3 separate regions of the Hordeum vulgare genome follow, and regions 1 and 3 are each linked to region 2. A link is a contact called in public Hi-C data. All regions are on one chromosome and are shown on one strand. The core of a region is the stretch at or near the end of the contact, and the rest is flanking DNA. Distances in the headings are between cores, read along the strand shown.

Region 1 (3,147 bases), core at 48-2,547, 300 kb before region 2:
GGTATAGATATGAGCAATTAATCTCATATCTTTTGTATGGTATATTTACTCATCAATATATACGAGCTTCACATGAATTGTTGTGTGCATCAAACAACAAATGCTGATGCCAGGGATTTTAAGCTCTTTTGGGGGGAAATTGTGCCTTACAGATTCCTTTGTTTTCTTGGCGAGATGAGTAGATGAGAAAACGAGGGAGAATGCGGTTTTTTTCCCTTACATAATTTCTTTATTTTTCTTTTGCGGAAGATGTAAATCCATTTATAGCAATAGACAATAGTTGATTTCCGATTTTCATGCTTAACCTCTTCTCGCTTGATGTCCAAAGTTAAAAAGTTTTAAAAGATCAGGAGGTACGTGTGATGCACATCAACGCATCCGGAATAAATCAACCTTTGACGATTTTGTAAGAGCCGTTCTTAGAAATACAACCCTATTATGCACATTGTTTTGCATAGAGCATGACAAATTGCTAACTGATGCGACACCCTTATTTGGATCATCCAAACTAAATTTTCCTTTGATCCAAAACATCAGTTCTCACTGTGAGCCTGACGTGAGGTGAACATGTTGGTGTAGCAATAGGGCGGACCCTATTCCAGAAGGCATTGTTAATTAATCAACATCATGCCAATTGTACAGGGCTGGACCAGCAATCATATTTGCGGACTTTTCTGAGTCAAACCTCATTAAGTTTGACCAAGTACATACAAGAAAATATCAACATCTACAAAACCAGATTACTTCACTAGATTCAGTATTAAATTAATTTTTATATAATACTCCATCCGTTTCTAAATGTAAGTTTTTTTTGAGGTTTTAATAGATACTACATACAGAGCAAAATAAGTGAATTTACACTTTAAAATAGAGTATATTTATATGCATTCAGATGTAATATCTATTGAAATCTGTAATGAAGTTTTATAAAAATGGAGGGAGTATGTAATTGATATCATAGATATTTGTGGATTTTTCTATAGACTCGCTCGGTCGAACCTTTAAAAATTGATTCAAAAGAAATCCTAAAACTTCAGTTATTTTGAGTACCAGACAAAACATATATTGGAATTGATAAGATAAGAAGAGTTGGCGGTACTGAGGGAGTATGTAATTGGAATCTGTGAAAAAAATTATATTTAAGAACGGAAGGAGCATGTAACTGATTTTGTAGATATTTGCGGATTTTTCTATCGACTTGGTCAAACTGTATTTTTTTTTACTTGAAGAAATCCTAAAACTTCAGTTATTTTGAGTACCACACAAACACATATATTGGAAATGATAATATAAGAAGAGTTGGCGGTACTGATCTTTCGGACCGATCGAATGTGGTCCTTAGACCGGACTTTTATTATACTCCACACAGCGACGGCTGAGTACACTTGTTTGCAGTTGGCGTCGTCATGGTAGCTCCATCCATGTTGACTTGGACTGATTGGCTGACTCCATTGGTCGTTTCCTGCATTTTTCTCCCGCGGGCAGCAGGCCTGTGGTTCACCTTCGTTCTCATCCACGTTCAAACATACACGTCGCCGTCGCCCGCCGGACTAGCCGCCGGCCGGTGGTCATCGGTTCACACCGCTGCGCCTGCATGCGTGCCTTGGGAGGACTGAAAGGAGTCAAATAATTAATTAATACGACTACTCCGTTGATGTGATTTTCAGACAACCTCGCGCAGACGCATTCTCCTACAGCTAAAGGTGCCTCGTCACTTCATCACTTCAGTCTTCAATCCACGAATGGCGATGATGCACATGTTCTTCCTCCTGATCCTCTTCCTCTCCGCTGGCGTCATCCTTCCACTTCCGCCCGTCGTCGCCGCTGCCGACGCCGACGGCGAGCAGTTCGTCTACACCGGCTTCACCGGCTCGAACCTCGTCCTCGACGGCGCGGCCACCATCACGGCGACCGGCCTGGTGGAGCTGACAAACGCCACCACCCACCAGAAGGGCCACGCGTTCCACCCGGCCCCCCTGCGGCTCCGCGGGTCACCGGACGGCACCGGCACGGTGCGGTCCTTCTCGGTCGCCTTCGTCTGCGGCATCGTCTCCAGCTACACCGACTTCAGCACCCACGGCCTGGCGCTCGTCATCGCGCCCGGCGTCAGGAGCCTGTCGGCCGGGCTCACGGACCAGTACTTCGGCGTCACCAACGCCCAGAACGACGGCAGCGCGGCCAACCACCTGTTCGCCGTCGAGCTGGACACCGTGCAGAACATCGAGTTCCGTGACATCAACAACAACCACGTCGGTGTCGACATCAACGGCCTTACCTCCGTGGTGTCCCACGAGGCTGGCTACTACGACGACCGTAACGGCGGCGGCTTCCAGAATGTAAGCCTCATCAGCCGTGCCGCGATGCAATTCTGGGTGGACTACGACAGGGTGACCACCCAGATCGATGTCACCATGGCTCCACTTTGGATGGCGAGACCCAGCAAGCCGTTGCTCAGCACCACCCAAAACCTGTCCACGGTGCTAGCAGTGGAGCCGTCGTACATCGGCTTCTCGTCGTCGACGGGACCGGTGAACACCCGGCACTACGTTCTTGGTTGGAGCTTGGGCATAGACGGACCTGCCCCGGCGATTGACGCCGCCAAGCTGCCAAAGCTGCCGCAGCTGGGGCCCAAGCCTCGCTCAAGAGTCCTGGAGATAACCCTGCCAATAGCAAGCGCCGTTGTCGTCCTCGCCGTCGGCATCGCCTTGGTTCTGCTTGTGAGAAGGCGGTTGAGGTACACGGAAGTGCGGGAAGATTGGGAGATGGAGTTCGGGCCGCACCGGTTCGCGTACAAAGATCTTTTCCAAGCCACCAAAGGGTTTAAGGACAAGCACCTGCTTGGTGCAGGAGGCTTCGGCATGGTGTACAAGGGGGTGCTTCCGGCATCCGGAGTAGAGATCGCCGTGAAGAAGGTCTCCCATGGATCCAAGCAAGGGGTGAAGGAGTTCGTCGCGGAGATTGTAAGTATTGGCCGCATCAAACACCGTAACCTCGTGCAGTTACTTGGCTATTGTCGGCGAAAAGATGAGCTCATTTTGGTGTACGATTACATGCCAAACGGTAGCCTGGACAAGTATCTATACGGCCATGGAGATGGAGATGGCATGACCTTGGATTGGGCTCAAAGGTTGCATGTCATCAAAGGGG
Region 2 (3,359 bases), core at 373-2,872:
AAGATTCATGGTGGTGTTGGGAGCCTCCAATTAAGTTGGGGAGATTGCCCCAACCTTGTTTGTAAATGTTCGACCGTCGCCTTCAAGGGCACCACTAGTGGAATCACAACACCTCGCATTGTGTAATGGCGTGAGGAGAATATGGTGGCCTTAGTGGCTTCCTGGGGAGCATTGTGCCTCCATACCGCTCCAACGAAGATGTACTTCCCCTTAAAGGGAAGGAACTTCAGTAACACATCCTCGTCTCCATCGCTTTCACTTGTGGTTACTTCTCACATATACTTTGTGCAAGTATTTATTGTGTTATATCCTTGCTTGCTTGCTAGTGCTGTTGTTAGCATCATATAGATTGTTCACCTAGTTGCATATCTAGACAAGCCTTTGGCTGCTAACCCTAATTTTTTAAAAGAGCTAAAAATTAGTAGTTGCCTATTCACCCCCTCTAATCAACCTCGAACACATCTGAATCACCAGTCATGTTCTGATCGAGGGGCTGCGAGTCCTCGACATAGGAGGCCGCGATCTGGCTGTCGGACAGGACAAGGGCCTAACTAAGATCTTGTGTCTACATGGTCATATACTACAGTCGCATCACGCATAGACAGTAAGCATAACATAGACAACACCACACCATCACAACCTGACGATCTATGAAAGGAGGAGCTTACATGTTAACTAGATATGAATCCATCATCAATAGATACGACAACCAATAGATACGTCAACATCAGAACTAGCTATGAATCCATTGTGTTCATCACAAATAGCTACTCTAGCATGCTACAAGTCTTACACAACTAGCTATGAATCCATAGTGTTCATCACTATCATACTACTCTAGCTACACAGATCCAGCACAAAATAGCTACCACTACATCAAAATCTAGCATATGCTCACAGATCAATGCAAGTCAACCCTACGACCACATTCTCTCAGATCTAGCTAGAATGAACACAAAGAAAGAGATGATTGAACTCACACAGGCCATGGTTCCAGCTCGGGGGAGGGGGGAGGGTCGGAGAAATTTGAGGACATGAGTCGCTGCCGTTGTGGACCGCCGATCGATGAAGGACCTCCGCTTACCTGGTCACCGGTGTCGATGCGCATCGGCGGGAAAGCTCGACAGGGGGAGAAGGGTGGCTGGGCTTTGAACGATGAGAGGATGGGGCTAAATAGCACGACCGAATTGAAGGGAGGTGAGCCGAAATCCTCGAGCCGATTTTTCAGAGATGCACGCAAGCTCACGCCACGTCGCCCCTCCCCCTGCTTCACACGAGCCTCGCTGTTGACAAACTGCCAATCCAAACGTAGTTTTTGGGCTTGACTCGGAGTGAAGTCCATGTCGTACATGCCGAACAATATATGGAGGGTAATGAAACAACCAGAATCCTTTTCACACGGACCTGGTTGGGCTTATGCATGCAACCAAACGCGCCCATTAATGATCCAATAAAGTTTGTTCTTTAAAGAAAACATGAGAAAAGTTTGCCGGTGAGTGTTGAAGACTACCGTCTATCCGGCAAAGTACACGGGGCAGGGGCGAATTCGTAAATTTTCGAAGGATTTCACGTGCGTGTATTCTTTTAGAAACCGAATACGAGGGCCGCCCCCGACTGCCCGAGGAGGCACACACCACCTGGAAGCATCTGGAGGCGTGGCACCGCAGCCGCAGAGCAGCCGTCGCCCGCAGTGACCAGCCATCACCCCGCGACGCCGTGCACCTCGCGGCGGCGGAGCGCATACCAGAGCGCGCAGTCGATCGGGGGGCGCCACTGATGGACCCGTCCGACGTCGAGATGGAGCCCGCGGAGCATCCGCCCCAGCCCCAGCCACAGCAGCCTCCGCCGCCGCAGCCGCAGCCAGCGGCGGCCGGAGATGGGTGGAGCATGCTGTCCCGCGCCCGCGGGCTGCTCCAGGAGGGCCAGCCGTCCCTCGCGCTGCAGGCGGTGAGAACCCTCCCCTCGCTCTTTCTGCCCTCGCATCCCCTCTCCCCTTCCGCCTCCATTTCGTGCGCTTCGTGGCGTCTCGACCCTCGCCGTGCGTTGCAGAACGGGAAATCAGCGAGTTCCACACCCGCCAGAGGCTGATCACGCGATTAAAACGGACGCGGTGGGTTTTCCCCGATTTCAGTTTCGCTTTGGACCGTCTTCTCTTCTCCATGGCGTAATCCGCCTTGGGATTTCGCGCGGAGCGACAAACAGGGGTTAGGTGTTATGATTCGTTCTAGGTCTTAGGGTTCTAGGCTCTGAGGTTTAGGGTTTGTTAGGTATGATTCGTGCCAGAAGATGCTTAGGTGTTTGGGTGGGTGCCTCCCTACTTACGCGCACCTGTTCTTTTCGGCCATATTCCCCTTAGGCTAGCATGTTTGTTCTCATGTTTCTCCTCCTGAGAGGTAAAAGGGAGGAAGATTGTCAAGTGATGCACACACAGGGAAATGCTTCCACTATGTAAAGCGCTCGTAGGCTCGTACATACCTCAGACCTGTCAGTATTTCAACTTGCTATTTACTAAACGATTTCTGTTAGCACGCTGAGTAAGCTCTAGGGATGGTGTTTACAAACTTATGAGAACTGAGCTTGCAAAGTGGACAAGTAGAACAGATGCATTGTAGCCTACAAATCTGTTCTGTTAATCCTTGTCTAGATCTCATATCCCATTTGTAGATCTGTTTTGTTAATCCTTGTTTAGATCTCAATACCGTTTTGTAAACCTGTTTTGTTAATCCTTGTCAAGATCTCATTTCGGATTGTAATTGCCATGCCGAATATAGATTCGAGCGTATTCCTAGTGTCCCACACAGTTACAATAGTTTTCATTAAAAGAGTTTTGAGTTCCCGCGCAATTGTGAAGCTAGTTTTACTAATTAATTATTTTCTAAGTGTTTGAACTTCCCGCACAATTCTGCAGCTAGATTTAGTAATTTTCTTATGGTAATTGATAAGACTTGGTTTCAGTTTCATAGTGTGTTTTTCTGATGATTTGTTTGTGTCAGCACAGTCCTATTTTCTGCTCTTTCTGTTCTCCCCTAGTTGGTATGCTAGTTTGTTACCTTAGTTTCTTTCATTTTTTGGTAGTAATGGGGTACCCCAAATAATTTTCTTCATCGATTGAGTTGAGAAATGGGATGTCTATACCATTTATTATTTATATAACTCATGAACAGGGATTATTCTCCCCATCCTCTGGCCTCTATTAGTTGGTGAAGTTTGTATCTGCTAGTTTTGCTGTTGTTTGGATTGTGTGCTCGGTCACCTCTCCCCTGCCTGAAATATATAACTCTATCTGACCGTTATTTTTGGGCTCAACATCTTGATGGGAAAACAGTTCAAGTGGGCTAATGCCTCCCCACGCCCTCCAC
Region 3 (3,196 bases), core at 459-2,958, 510 kb before region 2:
ATTTCTTAAATAAGAAACAGAAGATCATTGTTAAAGCATGCTATAAAAATGAATTATCATAAATGTATTGAAGGTATAGGCTGATTACGCTTAAGCAACAACCACCATCATAGGAAAAACAGTTCTCATGTAACAGCGAGACTCAGAACTATGCTTCAACAGAAAAAAAAAACATTGCACCACTGAAACAAAGATTTAACAATCACACAAGATAAGGTGAGGAAGGCTGAGAAAAAGTGAAAAACAGGAGTGCATACATACAGCTATTCGTTGCTGGTTCAGTCCACCTTCGGCATGAATAAAAATATACCCAGAGGTTTTGTTCTCAGGTGGGACATCTGCATTATATACAATGATGTAATAATTATCACTTATCAGTGCCCAATCATGAAAGGAAACAAATGTTCTATGAAAAATTCAGAAGGTGATTTTTTTTTACCGAAAAGTTTATGTATATAACAGAGGGTGCACATCTCTCCACTGACTGAGGTATCCTTTCTTGCAGGGGAACACTATGGTTCTACGGGGAAATATCACAAAAACATGGCTAGAAGATGTTTTCATAAGAACTGGCATTGCGCTTTACATAGAAAGTATTCTGTGCTCTGACTCACATTGCTGACAGAAGTCTATGAATGAGAAGTGCATTACAATTTTAAACCCACACTAATGTTGGCAATATTTCATAGCAATAAGATGCATTCAGTTCCCATACGCTGCCTCATAAATCTGCAACCTTACATGAAAATGAAAGTATGGAATTATGGGTCAAAACTGAACTCTCGAAGAACACTGTCATTCAGGTTTTAGCCACCCTAACAAATTTCACACATCACAGTAAACACTAAGCATACCAAGAGTTTAAATAGTTGCCATAAATCTAGGTTGTGTAGTTAAGCAATAAGCGACCTCACAGTGACTGAGTACAGCAAGGCTAAAAGTGAATGGTGCAGCATATGCTACATTTTTTGTCTTTCAAGTAGTGTCAATGCTGGACTTGCCTGAGGGCTCGTCGCTTCGACGCTCTGCGCAGGGCTTCCAGGACGCGGTGGCAGCACGTGGGTTCTCCCACAGCGAGAGAGGCTCCTTCGTCTGCGCCCAATACAATTGAATTCACCAGAACAAAAAAAAATCTCACGTGAACACGAATCGCCAGAATGGTTGCTGAGATCAGGAGCACTTCACCTGGGGGCAATGTAGCGTGATCCCCTCCTTCTGGCACAAGTAGGGCGTGTTCTAGGATAAAGAAGCAAAAAATGTAAGTGCTAGCTTGGGATTCTGATGAAACCGAGCGTAGAGAGAGGGAGAAGGAACTCACGAAGCGGGACCAGAGGGAGGGCGCGGAGAAGAGGGCCGCGAGCAGGAGGAGCGCGAGGACGGCGAGCAAGATCCGGTAGGAGAGGGAGGCGGTGGGGGTCCTGGGGTCCTCGAGGGCGAGGAGGGAGCGGAGGGGAGACGGAAGGAGCTGCCTGTGGTGATGGTGGTGCGGGGGGAGAAGTGAGGAGCGGTGGGCGTCCTTGCCGTCGTCGTCGCGGCCGCGGGCGGCGGAGGTGGAAGCGAATGGGGAGGAAGCGGAGGACGCGTCGGAGTCGCGCTTTGCCGGAGAGTTGGATGCGCGGGCGGCCGCCGCCGCCGTCGAGTGCCGAAGCTCCGCCATCGCTTCCGCCGGCGGCGCGGTGCGAGACGAGAGTGGGAGTGTGCCTGTTTCAGCGTGCAGTCTCAGGACTTCGCTTTCGGTGCGTGACGGTAGTGGGAGCGCACCTGAGTCGATCTCATGCTTCGATTCTCGATCCGACGGCTGTGAGTGGCCAGTCATCCCTGACTTGCGCAGAGCAAATCGTGGACAGAAACCGTCCCTTCCATTTGGCTATTGGCTATGGAAGTTCCACAGCCAATGTCTTTTTTGTTGAGTTATAAAAGCATCCCAAGTCCGAAAATGCCAAACCGAGGCCGAGCTTTATATAGGTCTTTATTTAAAAAATTCAAATTTCAAAAAATTTAACTTTATAAAATTCTGGAAATAAATACACATGTACCAAGATACATAATGTACATGTGTGCAAATCTTCAGGTCAAAATACATTAAAATGTGAGCTGCACAAAAAGATAAATTTGGTGTTTTTAACATATATATTGTTTATTTTTAAAGTCCATGATTTTATTTTTTTGTGCAGCTCGCAATTCAAAGTATTTCATCCTGAAATTTTTCACACATACACTTTACATACTTGCATGCATGTATATTTATTTTCAGAATTTTTTAAACTGAAATTCATGAATTTTGAAAAAAAAAATTCAAAATAAAGGGCTCCATGGAGCATGGTCTCCAAAATGCCCTACTCCCCCAAGTCCTACAACTTTGTTATATGTGATGATTTAGTCCAAATTTTGCAAAACTTGACCCCGTCGTCCTATAACTTGTTGTGTATATGATGATTTAGTCCTGGACCAATCAGAGACAGCCAACTGACAGCCAAGTGGACGGGGCGGTCGTCGCCCACACTTTTGCATAAAATCCCCTGCCTTTTTACCCATTTCACTCGTGGTCTCCTCACCGACCCTTATCCATCTGAACTAAATTTGTTGGCTCGCGTGTGGATGGTTCCTCCCCTTCTATGTGCCCGAGTCGTAGCTCCCCGGCTCACCGCCGTCGTCGCGGCCTCCTCGACGATCCCATGCTACTTGTTGCAGGCCGTCTAGATCGTCGACCAGTGGTTCACCATGGCCTTCTCGCTCCGGTCCATGTGGATGTTGACAAAGTCGGGGTCGGTGTAGTTAAACTGCAGCGACGAAGTGGGCGCGAATGGAAGGACACCACGGCGTAGAGACGGTGCATGCAAGGCTGCTGACGAGTACGCATACTGCGAGTAGTTGTACTGGGTGTTGAGGCGGGCGTTGAACGCGGGTGAGGGGGTACGCGGGTCATGGCTGAAACCGGTGGGGGAGGAACGTTGCGGCGCGCCATGCGGAAAGGTGGTGTTGGGATTATTACCACCATGTGCGACACCGTCGAAGTAGCCAGGCGAGGGTACGTACCCCTAGGGCGGCATCGGTGGCAAGAGGTTGGCCGGCGACACAATGCCTTGGCGGCCCCTCCATGCGGCCTGCGGGTTACGGCCGGGAGGATTCATCATCCCCACGCGGGGCGCTCTTCCTAATCGACCGCCACCGCCGTCGCCGCCACGTCCCTGATCTT

What was found. A called contact is a pair of places that touch in the nucleus more often than the background predicts.
Region 1: a Hi-C map of seedling shows a contact between it and region 2, with 4 times the contacts expected there. The contact joins the promoter of LOC123404478 here to the promoter of LOC123403346 in region 2. A contact is called at or near these places in 3 of 6 Hi-C or Micro-C datasets (leaf and seedling).
Region 3: a contact with region 2 is called in a Hi-C map of leaf, with 4 times the contacts expected there. The contact joins the promoter of LOC123401593 here to the promoter of LOC123403346 in region 2. A contact is called at or near these places in 2 of 6 Hi-C or Micro-C datasets (leaf and seedling) and 1 of 1 datasets of contacts at active chromatin or transcription factors (embryo).

Annotation. Positions count from the first base shown.
Region 1 is chr6H:90,762,718-90,765,864 of MorexV3_pseudomolecules_assembly, reverse strand. LOC123404478 (L-type lectin-domain containing receptor kinase SIT2-like) reads left to right here and starts at 1,297. Exons shown (of 1, transcript XM_045098411.1): 1 at 1,297-3,147. The coding sequence starts at 1,743.
Region 2 is chr6H:90,464,823-90,468,181 of MorexV3_pseudomolecules_assembly, reverse strand. LOC123403346 reads left to right here and starts at 1,622. Exons shown (of 2, transcript XM_045097289.1): 1 at 1,622-1,947. The coding sequence starts at 1,777.
Region 3 is chr6H:90,976,816-90,980,011 of MorexV3_pseudomolecules_assembly, reverse strand. LOC123401593 (protein PECTIC ARABINOGALACTAN SYNTHESIS-RELATED-like) reads right to left here and starts at 1,708. Exons shown (of 11, transcript XM_045095419.1): 1 at 1,319-1,708; 2 at 1,186-1,236; 3 at 1,002-1,092; 4 at 262-338. The coding sequence starts at 1,657.